Regions from separate parts of the Mus musculus genome. Here regions 2 and 3 are each linked to region 1. A link is a contact called in public Hi-C and HiChIP or PLAC-seq data. All regions are on one chromosome and are shown on one strand. Each heading gives the region's core, a stretch centred on a gene start, on an enhancer-like site or on the middle of the called end of the contact. The rest is flanking DNA. Distances are from core to core; before and after follow the strand shown. Region 1 holds the start of Pik3r4 (phosphoinositide-3-kinase regulatory subunit 4). Region 2 holds the start of Tlr9 (toll-like receptor 9). Region 3 holds the start of Poc1a (POC1 centriolar protein A).

The links. Hi-C and Micro-C count contacts between places; a contact is called where the count stands out from the background. HiChIP or PLAC-seq counts read pairs in DNA pulled down with a chosen protein or histone mark.
Region 2: a contact with region 1 is called in an H3K4me3 HiChIP or PLAC-seq map of craniofacial prominence, with 4 times the contacts expected there. The contact joins the promoter of Tlr9 here to the promoter of Pik3r4 in region 1. A contact is called at or near these places in 3 of 39 promoter capture datasets (hippocampal neurons, liver and pre-B cells), 1 of 484 Hi-C or Micro-C datasets (CD4 T cells), 3 of 115 datasets of contacts at active chromatin or transcription factors (craniofacial prominence, embryonic stem cells and thymic regulatory T cells) and 1 of 9 other capture datasets (adipose tissue).
Region 3: a contact with region 1 is called in a Hi-C map of regulatory T cells, with 11 times the contacts expected there. The contact joins the promoter of Poc1a here to the promoter of Pik3r4 in region 1. A contact is called at or near these places in 2 of 39 promoter capture datasets (liver and pre-B cells), 5 of 484 Hi-C or Micro-C datasets (CD4 T cells, CD8 T cells, embryonic stem cells and 1 more) and 2 of 115 datasets of contacts at active chromatin or transcription factors (embryonic stem cells and large pre-B cells).

The regions. Positions count from the first base shown.
Region 1 is chr9:105,640,575-105,644,439 of GRCm38.p6, forward strand. Pik3r4 (phosphoinositide-3-kinase regulatory subunit 4) reads left to right here and starts at 2,421. Exons shown (of 20, transcript NM_001081309.1): 1 at 2,421-2,816; 2 at 3,622-3,865. The coding sequence starts at 3,663.
Region 2 is chr9:106,221,043-106,224,898 of GRCm38.p6, forward strand. Tlr9 (toll-like receptor 9) reads left to right here and starts at 1,556. Exons shown (of 2, transcript NM_031178.2): 1 at 1,556-1,664; 2 at 2,473-3,856. The coding sequence starts at 1,662.
Region 3 is chr9:106,278,698-106,282,526 of GRCm38.p6, forward strand. Poc1a (POC1 centriolar protein A) reads left to right here and starts at 2,364. Exons shown (of 11, transcript NM_027354.2): 1 at 2,364-2,759. The coding sequence starts at 2,742.

The sequences.
Region 1 (3,865 bases), core at 1,171-3,670:
TTTATAGTACTTGTTCTTGCAGAGGGCTTGGGTTTGAGTCCCAGCATCCATGTGGTGGCTCACACTCATCTTTAACATGTGATTCCAGTTCCAAGGGATCTGATGCCTCCTTCTGACCTCCACAGGCACTGGCATGAATGTGGTGCAGATAAACACACGCAGCCAAAGCATCCATCCATATAAACCTAAAAAGGTTTTAAAAGAAGAAAAATCAATTGCATACAAAGTATTTATGACTTGATTCTGAGACTCCAGGGGGTTGACCTTGAGGTCCCAAGCAGACCAGACAATCAAACACCAAGCTACATCTAAGGCTTTGACAAAGGATTTAAGTAGACATTTTCCAGAGATGACGAATGAATGGGCAACAGGTACACGAGGAGATGCTCAACGTCATTAAATCCTCGGGGAACTGCAAATGAAACCAAAAGGAGATGTCACTTTGTACCCACCAAGATGCTCTAATAATGGAAAATGGATGATGTCATCGCTAGAAAGGACACAGAGGGATCAGGAGCCCCACACTGTGCTGGTGGGGATGTAAGGCTGTGTGCACTTTGGAAAATAATTTAGCAGTTTCTCAGAACGTAAAGGCCAAGGGGCCGAGGGCTAGCTCACAGCTTCAGGCTTTTCCTTTTGGTGAAACAGATTATAGCTATTATAGAACTGTAAAAATATATTAAAAACAACCGCTTTCTCCCTCTCCTCTTTGGTGCTGGGGAGGCAACACTTATAAAAGAAAGTATTTTCTTAAGCGGCTTGCTTAATGTTGCGAGCCGTCCAGCGGCTCACAAGGACGGGTACACCTGAATAGCAGGCCGGTGCTGAAAGAGAGGGAAACTAGGCGACCAGAGGAAGATGGAACCAAGACAGGGTTCTGATCAAGGTTCAAATTTTTAATGGTGGACATGCTTTATAAAAGAGGGGGCGGGGAAGTCCATTCCCGCCAATTCATCCTTGGAGCCTGGAACCAGCCGCAGGTGATGACATGCAGAATAGGGTGTAGTCTCTAGAATAGTTCTGGGGCCTCTCAGCAGGTAGCAGTATCTTGAAGGGGAACAGCGGCAGTGGCAGAACAATAGAGTGCTCTAGGCTCCACCCTAGATAATCTCCTTAGTGGCAGCAAGATCAAGTTCTGGCTTAGCCTGCTTCAGGCTTATGGGAGGCTACAGTTTAAGGTTTCAGAGGGTTAGTCAAAGATCACCGTGGCAGGGATCAATCATCGCAGCTGGCAGGCAGGAGCTGAGAGTTACAGCCTGGTCAACAGGCAGCAGCAAGAGAGGGACACTGGGCCTGGCCTAGGCTTTTTAAACCTCAAAGCCAGTGACACACCTCCCCCAATAAAGCCACACCTTCTAGTCCTCTAAATAGCCCACCCACTAGGGACTAGATATTCAAATATACAACCCTTTGGGAGCCATTCTCATTCGAACCAGCACAGTAGCAAAAGCAAGAAAATTAGAACACAACTCCAGCAAAGACCCATTCTTTTTACCATGATGCACCCAGGTAATTCCAGCACCCAGTAAGTTGGGGCAGGGGGATGTATTTCAGCTAGCCTGAAATACAGAACGAGACCTTGCTTTCAAAAATAGAATGAATAAAGAATTAAAACCAGCCAATCTTGACACTTTGAAAAATGGTTTTAACTTGATTTTTTGACAATCTTATACATGTATAATGTGATTACTGTAATACCCCCACCCCTAATTAACCAGCACTTTCAAATATTTTTTTTCCAAGACTCACTGAGTTTAGGCAGTGAGTTTGGGGCTATCCATTGGAGTCTGGTGGGCACTCAGTAGGGAGTCAATTGAAGAAAGTGGTTTCTCTCCTAGAATACATTAGAAGCCAAGTCTTTATCACAGAGAGGTAGGGTGCATACACTTCCCCAACCAATGGTTGACTTAAAATGCCAGGTGTTGTGTAGGTTCACTGTAAGATTTACTCCTGCTGTGAAGCCATGACAGCTTTGGCTCTGCCATACCGAGATAACTTGTGTGTGTACATACAAAATATGCATGCATGCATACATACATACATACATTTTTTTTTGGAGAGAGGATCTCTCTTTATAGACAGGCTAGCCTCTAACAAATCCATCTACCTCTCCTGAGTAATGAGATTAAAGGTTCGTGTCACCCCAATTGTGCACTTTTTAAACCGACGAACTTTATGACACATAGCTTCTCACTCAATAAAGTTGAAATCCAACTTAGTGGGGGAGCTAGGTTTTCTAAGTACGTGGGTAAGTTTACTTAGAGCCATTGGTCACAGAGTTAGTGAAGAAAAGCACCTCCTGCTTGAGGCAGCGAGGCCACGCTTCCTTCCCTTGTTTCCTAGCAACCGGCTTCCTACTGAACGCTTCCTCAAGCCTCCGTCCGTCACTTCCGATCTCAACAGGAAGTGAGGTCAACCCGGAGGCTTTCCCGGGAGTTCAGCGTTTGCCGCAGGTGAAGTCGTCTTCCTGGACGGGCACTGTCCCTGTCCCTGTCCCTGTCCAGGGCTGCTGCAAAGGCCCTGGGATCCGGGGACTCGAACCCGCGGGGGCCCAGGGCGGCAGGGGAGGAGCCGGCAGCGAGGCTGCTGGGTGTCCGGAGTCCCGAGTGTGTTTGCTCTCCCAGTTGTTCACCCCCAGCTCTAGATCTCGGACGTGTCTGCGCTCCTGCCCCAACTACCCCGGTCCCGTGTCTGAAAGAAGACCCCTCACAGAAAACATTCTCCTGGCCGGCTTCCGTTCACGCCCAAGCCCCTCGGAGCTCTGCCAAGACCTCCCTGGGATCTTTCAGCGACTTTTGAGTTGCCAGAGGCCTGGGGTAAATGTTTTCCTGAGTGCTCAACTATGGGGTAGGGAGACAGTTCCTGCAAAATGTGGGGTTAGGTAACTTGGGGCAGTGTGCATTTCGGCTTACTTTTCTTGAATGTTTCTGGCGGGGTTTCTTGTTGCAAACTGGAGGAGTTTGCCTTGGTTTAGGAGGAGGGAGACATCACTGCGAGGATGCAAGGCCCAGTTGATGCTAATTCTATAGATCTGATTGATCCTCCCAGGACTTAAAATGATCCGTTTGTATCATGTGATTCGTTCTTTTAAGCGTTTAGCGTGTTTCTTACTTGCAAGTAAACTAGTTTTCCCGGACAAGGACCGAGGCATACGGTACTTTTACGACTTTAATAGTATCACACAGTGAATGCATGTTTTTAACATTTTTAGCTTAATGTTGAAGGGACTACGTTGTGCATAGTGGGATCTCAGCCCTTACGAGGTGGAGGCTAGAGGATCTGGAGTTCAAACTCACTTCTCGGGCTACATAGAGAGTTCCATGCCAAGCCTGGGCTACACAGACCTTATCTCTAAAATAAAATGTTGAAGGCATGTATGTAATTAAACAGTTTAGCGGCTGGAAAGAATGACATGACGTAGCACCATATTTTTAGATAAAAGTAATAAAATCTACTTAGATAATTTTTTCTGAATTTGAGACAGATCTGGGACTCACATTCACACACATAGTAGGTAAAGGTACAGATGTCTTTTAGGAAAAGGCCAAATAATGGCGATTTCACTGTTTCTTTGTTTCTCTCCATTTTAATCTCTCTCCTGCTCGACATCCTTTTACCCAGGTGTTCTGTGTTAAGCTGCTGTCCCAGAGGTGCTGGGCATTATGGGAAATCAGCTGGCTGGCATCGCTCCTTCCCAGATCCTGTCTGTAGAGAGTTATTTCTCAGACATCCATGACTTTGAGTATGATAAGAGCCTGGGAAGCACTCGGTTTTTTAAAGTCGCTCGAGCCAAGCACCGGGAAGGCCTGGTGGTTGTGAAGGTCTTTGCAATTCAGGATCCCACGTTACCCTTAACTAGTTATAA
Region 2 (3,856 bases), core at 306-2,805, 580 kb after region 1:
AAATCAGGCCTGTCACGTGACATGATTTCTCCTTGGCCTGCCAAGTACTCCCTGACTCCCACCACAATTTATATATTTTGTAACACTGGCCACCTCTGGTCCTGGTTGTAGGAGCTTGTTGTGGTCTGGCCCAACATCACCAGAAGGTTAATCACTTTCTGCCCTCACCTTTCCGCATGGAAGAACAGGTTTTTCATCTTTCCCATGAGAAAGACAACCCAGTGTGCTTAACGTTCTTGGTTCCTCTGGCGATCTCTGTAGGCACAAGGACCTCCTGGCTGTGCTTCCAACCGGTGAACCATTCCATCCCCCAGGGAGATAGGGTGGTGTGGCATACACCTTTGATCACAGCACGCAAGAGACAAGAGGCAGGCTACAGAATGAGTTACAGAACAGCCAGGGCTAGAAACTTAGTCTTGAGGAAACAAATAAACAAACAAAAACACCTCAGGATATAAACAACTGAAAAAAAGCTTCAGGAAGTTCCTGAAAGTGACCAGATGCAATTGGTCCTCCCTAAGCTTATATGGACAGTGGAGACTGCTAAGAAGCACGCTCAGACAAAGGGAGGTGCACAGAGGAGCTTGAAAGAAGCAGAGACCAGCTGAGCTGCCTGAAAAAGGCTCAGACCAACTGTCTTGCCTGGACAATTCACTGTCCAACTGGGATAGTGTCTCCCACTCTGCATCCCCACTTCCCACAATGCCCCAGGTTGAGCTGTCAATACATTGTGCCATGAGCTCTCCATTTCTAGCTTCTGTAGTATCCATGACCTATGCTTTGGTGATACAGCTGTCTTTGAGTCATCTCTGCTCCTTTTAGTAACCCCTCATCCATACTTCAACCAGTAACTCCAATAAAATTCATTGGTAAACCAACTTGGACGTCAGTGGTACCTCGGTTTTGGTCTGTCATTGGTCTGTCACTTGGGTGAGTACACACTTGCTCACATCTCCCCAGGAACAGTGTCACATGACAGCAAGATCAGCCAGAATCTTGGCTGGACCAGCCGCAGCCTACCTCAGAAGCTCCAGCAGCTTGCTGTGCTCTGGGGTCTGGAGTCTGACTGGGCGTTTCGGGAAGTGGAGATGCAGAGTGGGAGATACTATTGCTGGAAGAGATGTGAAGGCTGCCGTAGTAGGAAAGCAGATGTTGGCTCCAGCCTCTGGCTCACAGATGCTCTCCATAGAGTTCTGGGGATAGAGTAGGTGAGAGAGCCACTGTCCCGAGAGCACCCATGAGACAGGCACTGAGGCATGAGAGTGAGGTGACACCCTCCTCACGAGGGTCAGTGCTCTGCCTAGCTCTGGTGCTATTAAAATCTGGTTTCTCATTGACCTTGGGCTGGAGTCTGGGTTTTGGTTCCTTCCCACAGCTCTTTGGGGGGTGGGGGGCATATGTGATACCCTTTGGCTGATTGTGGGGTGGGGAGGAGAGTGGAAAGAGGAAGGGGTTGAGGGGGTTATCTGTCTGCCATCTGACTATGCAAATGATGTGTGACTCATTGTACCACCTGCTCTTTCAGGGTAGGGACAAAGTAGCTACTAAGCTGTAGTGAAAGTGTCACTTCCTCAATTCTCTGAGAGACCCTGGTGTGGAACATCATTCTCTGCCGCCCAGTTTGTCAGAGGGAGCCTCGGGAGAATCCTCCATCTCCCAACATGGTAGGACCCCAGTTCTTAGCCCCCCTGGGGGGAGGGGCACCATGGGAAGGGACAGCAATGGAAAGGACTGTCCACTTTGTGCCCTTGGGACACTCATGGAACCCTAAGGGAATTGGAGCAAAAGCCATCCCCTGAGCAGAGAGTTGAACCTGCTGGGTGGATGGGGAGGCTAAAGCCCCAGACTTCGGTTAATGGTAGCACTTGGCCTGCAGACCTGCCACCCACTGCTCATTCCGAGTCTTCGACCTCTCGGCAGGTTGAGGGTTCTCAAGTCAGACTGGGGAGTCAGATGGGGGCTAACAAGAGCCAGCAAGTGCCGTCAAAGCCTAGATGGAACCCAACCTATACCTCAGTAAGGGTTCAGTCTTCCCTGCATTTTGGTCAAGGAGAATCCAGGAGGCTAGTGGAGCAAGGCTTCAGGGGGGTGGGGTGGAGGTACAGATCTCAGGCAGCTGCTGTGGTCAGGAGGAAAAAGCTGAGGCCCCAGAGGAGAGGAAGAGAAAGTGGGAGAGCCCCAGTAGGCCTGCTGGAGGCTGTCTCGGCTCTGCTACGGGTTGTGTTCTGAGCAAAAGCTCCAAGTCTGGGGCCTGGATTCCAGCCTAGTCCTGGTTCTGTGTCCTTGCTCTGAGCGGCTGTGCCTAAACCCAAATGGTGGATCTGAGTAGCTAGAAGGAGGCTGGTTGTTGGGGCAGTGGGGAAACACTTGAAGACGACTTGGAAGCCCTGAAGAAAGTCCCAGTGTGGAGGAGAGGGTAGAAGAGTGTACAATGACAGTAGACACTTGCTCATTTAGCCCTGGCTCTCACAGGTTCTCCGTCGAAGGACTCTGCACCCCTTGTCCCTCCTGGTACAGGCTGCAGTGCTGGCTGAGACTCTGGCCCTGGGTACCCTGCCTGCCTTCCTACCCTGTGAGCTGAAGCCTCATGGCCTGGTGGACTGCAATTGGCTGTTCCTGAAGTCTGTACCCCGTTTCTCTGCGGCAGCATCCTGCTCCAACATCACCCGCCTCTCCTTGATCTCCAACCGTATCCACCACCTGCACAACTCTGACTTCGTCCACCTGTCCAACCTGCGGCAGCTGAACCTCAAGTGGAACTGTCCACCCACTGGCCTTAGCCCCCTGCACTTCTCTTGCCACATGACCATTGAGCCCAGAACCTTCCTGGCTATGCGTACACTGGAGGAGCTGAACTTGAGCTATAATGGTATCACCACTGTGCCCCGACTGCCCAGCTCCCTGGTGAATCTGAGCCTGAGCCACACCAACATCCTGGTTCTAGATGCTAACAGCCTCGCCGGCCTATACAGCCTGCGCGTTCTCTTCATGGACGGGAACTGCTACTACAAGAACCCCTGCACAGGAGCGGTGAAGGTGACCCCAGGCGCCCTCCTGGGCCTGAGCAATCTCACCCATCTGTCTCTGAAGTATAACAACCTCACAAAGGTGCCCCGCCAACTGCCCCCCAGCCTGGAGTACCTCCTGGTGTCCTATAACCTCATTGTCAAGCTGGGGCCTGAAGACCTGGCCAATCTGACCTCCCTTCGAGTACTTGATGTGGGTGGGAATTGCCGTCGCTGTGACCATGCCCCCAATCCCTGTATAGAATGTGGCCAAAAGTCCCTCCACCTGCACCCTGAGACCTTCCATCACCTGAGCCATCTGGAAGGCCTGGTGCTGAAGGACAGCTCTCTCCATACACTGAACTCTTCCTGGTTCCAAGGTCTGGTCAACCTCTCGGTGCTGGACCTAAGCGAGAACTTTCTCTATGAAAGCATCACCCACACCAATGCCTTTCAGAACCTAACCCGCCTGCGCAAGCTCAACCTGTCCTTCAATTACCGCAAGAAGGTATCCTTTGCCCGCCTCCACCTGGCAAGTTCCTTTAAGAACCTGGTGTCACTGCAGGAGCTGAACATGAACGGCATCTTCTTCCGCTTGCTCAACAAGTACACGCTCAGATGGCTGGCCGATCTGCCCAAACTCCACACTCTGCATCTTCAAATGAACTTCATCAACCAGGCACAGCTCAGCATCTTTGGTACCTTCCGAGCCCTTCGCTTTGTGGACTTGTCAGACAATCGCATCAGTGGGCCTTCAACGCTGTCAGAAGCCACCCCTGAAGAGGCAGATGATGCAGAGCAGGAGGAGCTGTTGTCTGCGGATCCTCACCCAGCTCCGCTGAGCACCCCTG
Region 3 (3,829 bases), core at 1,114-3,613, 640 kb after region 1:
CATATTTCCATGTACCTTATTATGTAAAGGTAAGAGATCTGGAAACAATGTTAGCAATTAAGATTGGAATCATGTAACTAGAGTTATAGATCAGATGGGACCTTGCTTTGCCTAGCATGCATAAATCCCCACCACTGTGTAAACCAAACAAGATGGTATAAGCCTGTATTTCCAGAACGGAGGCAGGATCATCTGAAGTTCAAAGCTTTCTTCGGCTAATGCAGTGATCTGAAGGCCAGCCTACATGAAACCCCACAACTGCCGAAATACCATTCAGGCTGTAAAACTCAGCACATGGATAGCACCGCCTGCCAAAACTAAAACAATTACCTAATTCGTCAAAGTCCAGAGATATGGGAAACTCTCTAAATGTACTAACCTTGCTTTTGGACTTCTGTGGTTTCTCTTCTGACTAATTGTTCATGTTAAGTATGTCAATCTAGAACATGTTTTTTTTTAAAAGATTTATTTTATTTATTATATGTATTTATGTATTATATGTATATACTGTAGCTGTCTTCAGACACCAGAAGAGGGAATCAGGTCTTGTTACAGATGGTTGTGACACACCATGTGGTCGCTGGGATTTGAACTCAGGACCTCCGGAAGAGCAGTCAGTGCTCTTAACCACTGAGCCATCTCTCCAGTCCCCCAGAACATTTTATGCTTAAAAGCTCACCCTGAGAAAGCCTTGCGGCTACAATGGGATCTTGAACAACACCCAGTGTAGTTGCTGGCTGGCTAATAAAGACTTTTTATTGGCTTAAATCCGTGTCTTAGCAGTCTCCTCTGGTGGCTACCCCACAATATTCTTAAAAAAAAGAAAGAAAAGAAAAAAAGCAAGGCAACAGAAAAAGATTAGTGGGGCTGGTTTAAGGTTACTTGGGACTGGGTTTCAGACCCAGCACCCACGTGACAGCTCACAACTGTTTGCAACGCCAGTTCCAGGGGATCCGGCGTCTTCATAAGACATCAGACATAAGTATGGTACATATACATACAGGTAGGCAAAACATTCCTACATATGACATTCCTAAAAAAGTAAAAATAAAAAGTCTGTGGCTGCCAGAGGAAGGAACGCTAGGACCACATAGAGAGACCTTATCTGGAAAAGCAGCAAACTGCTACAGCTTGGGAATTTCCTGAGAGGCAATTCATTTTGACATTGTAGGAATATACAAACGTGACCATCATGTTTCTGGCATGGGGTGCTCGTGACACACTTATTGACAAGAGAAAAACTGAAAACTGTTTATGGGAAGGCTGGGAATTTGTGAGCACCTATTTTTGTCTTGAGACTTTCACCTTGCCTATGTTAAATTAGCTTAAACATTTCTAATGTCAAGGTACCAATTCTATGCCAACATAGTTAAAATAGGATCAGATATAGATCCTGTATCTCTCATCAAAACACTAAAAGAATTATTTTTAATGGTGTGTGTGTGTGTGCCTCAGGAGACAAGAGGTGTTGAACTGCCTCAGAACTGGAGTTCCAGGCAGTTGTAAACCATCTGACATGGGAGCTGGGAATAGAACTTTCGTCCTCTGGGAGAACCATATACACTCTGAACCAATGAATCATTCTTTTAGGTCCAAATACACTCCCCCACACGCCAGTTTCTGAGTTTACTGTCCCTGCAGATTTAGGGACACAGTTTCAAGCCTAGGCATGTGGTAAGAAACCTCAGGACACAGCCAGATCCTAATTAGTGTTTTGAGTATGGACAAGTTGGCCGGCCCAGGAGAGATGATGGATGGAAGGTTCTTGAATCTTACAAAACATCCAGTTCAGGTCAGATGCACAGGTCACTCTGGGCTTCGGCTGCTTTCATTGCAGAAGGTGGAAAAGGACGGCCTCTGGTGGTTCCGCCCGACGATTGCTTCTTTCACCTTTTTTTTTTTTTTGGAGCTAAGGTCAGGCTACGACCCAAAGCCTTCTTAAGGCTAAAGAGTTCCGAGCAAGACGGGCCGCAGTCACATCCCCTCTTAAGACAAACGCGGAGGCAGGCCCTCGGAGTAGACGCATTTTTCCTGAGGTCACCCAGTAGAGAATTAAGAATTGAACATATGTCTTTCTGCACCATGGTTCTGACTCTTGAATGACTCCATTTTTTTTTTTTTTAAATAGACACTTAGGAGTATTCGCAGGAACGAACCATTCTGGGGTCCCAAGGCGCTAATAACCTGGTTCTCCATGGCGCCTTGATCGGACGTTTTAAGCCAAGAGCAAGGCCAGTCAGTATCCTCCTTCCGGGATACTTAAGCCTGTCACTCATAATGGTAAAACTCCGCCCGCCCCGGAGCATCTCGGTAAATGTAGTTCTACCTTTATTAAGACTGTGGGGTATAAGTGCTATGTAGAACTTCATTTCCCCGATGGCTGCGCGCTCCGTTACCTGAGCTAGAGCTGAAGGGCCGAAACCTTCATCTAAGATTTTTTTTTTTAAGTTCTTAGGAGGAAAGTGTGACAGCGAACTGAGGCTTTTGGCTGCTCGGCGGGTCACCTCATCTGGAAGAGCGGGAGGACAAGAGCTTGACGCCTATCGAACGACCCGACTTCCGGTCGGCGGACAAAAACCTAGGGCGCTTCTCCTTTAATTGCGGTGGGCGGGACGCGGCGACGCCACCGGCGTTGCTATTGGTGGCGATTGGGGGCGCGGAAACTGAACTGGCACAACTGCCGACCCAGCTATCTCTGGCACTTGGGGCACAGCTGGTCCTACCAGCCCGCTAGCCCCGCTATGGCTGCTCCCAGCCAGGTAAGTCCCTGGATAGTGAGCACCTGACTGGTTGGAACAATGGCCGCGAGAGAGGCGGATGGTGACGCGGGGTTCTAGGGTGACCTCCTCATCCAAGGTTACGGGGTGGATCCGGGCATTGACTTAGCACCCCAGGTGCCAGGCTAGATGTTAGACCACCAGGACGAAGAAATAAGTCTCTGCCTCTGGAATGTACGGCGTATTGAGGAAGACACCATCAAGGCCCGACCCTTGTCGTGGCCTGGGGCGAGCCTCGTAAGCTTGGCCTCTTGTGAGCAACAGGTCTTTTTTGGAGGTGACATCCTTTTCCAACAAGTAGAAGCAGTAGGCCATCGGGATGCCTGGGATAGCGGAAGCCTGCAGTGTGTCCAGGGCTCGATTCTGACCCCTCCCCCCACTCCAGAAAAGGACTTCAAATTGGTCCTTTAAATAAGAATTTGCTTCCACAGGGCCAGGTGGTACCTGATGCACCTGAGAAGACTTGGGTAGAAATAGAAACCAGACTTTTGAGTGCCGATTTGATATTCTGTTTACATTTAGCTCCACGCAGATTTTAGGGGAAACTGTTCAGGGAAGAAGGCATTGGGAAGGGGTGTCACTGATGGAGTCAGACCTGAATCTGCTTCTGCCCACTGAGCCTAGGATGGACACTTCCTCACCCTTGTGTTTCTGAGAGGCTCTGGTGAGGACAGGAGAGGGAATGAGCCCTTGCTCCTTAGTTGATTCTTACCCCTGAACTACCAGGCCATCTGTTAAAAGGCGTGAACCTGCAGGTGTGCTTGGGGGTGGAGCTGGGCACTGGGCCTCACCTTTGTTTGGGGTAGAGCTTTGTGGAATAGCAATGGCTTCGCTGTATCATAGAAATATCCTTTCCCAAGCTGGGTTCCTTGGAGCTCTTCAGGTGGTTTGGTTGTGTGTGTGTGTGTGTGTTTTGTCGTTTTGTTTTTTTTGTTGTTGTTGTTTGCTTGTTTTGTTTTTAATTTTTGGTGTTTGAGGTGGAGGGAGATAACTTACTATGGTCTTGGCTCTCTTGGAATTTACTGTGTGGACCAGGCTGGCCTTGAACTCAC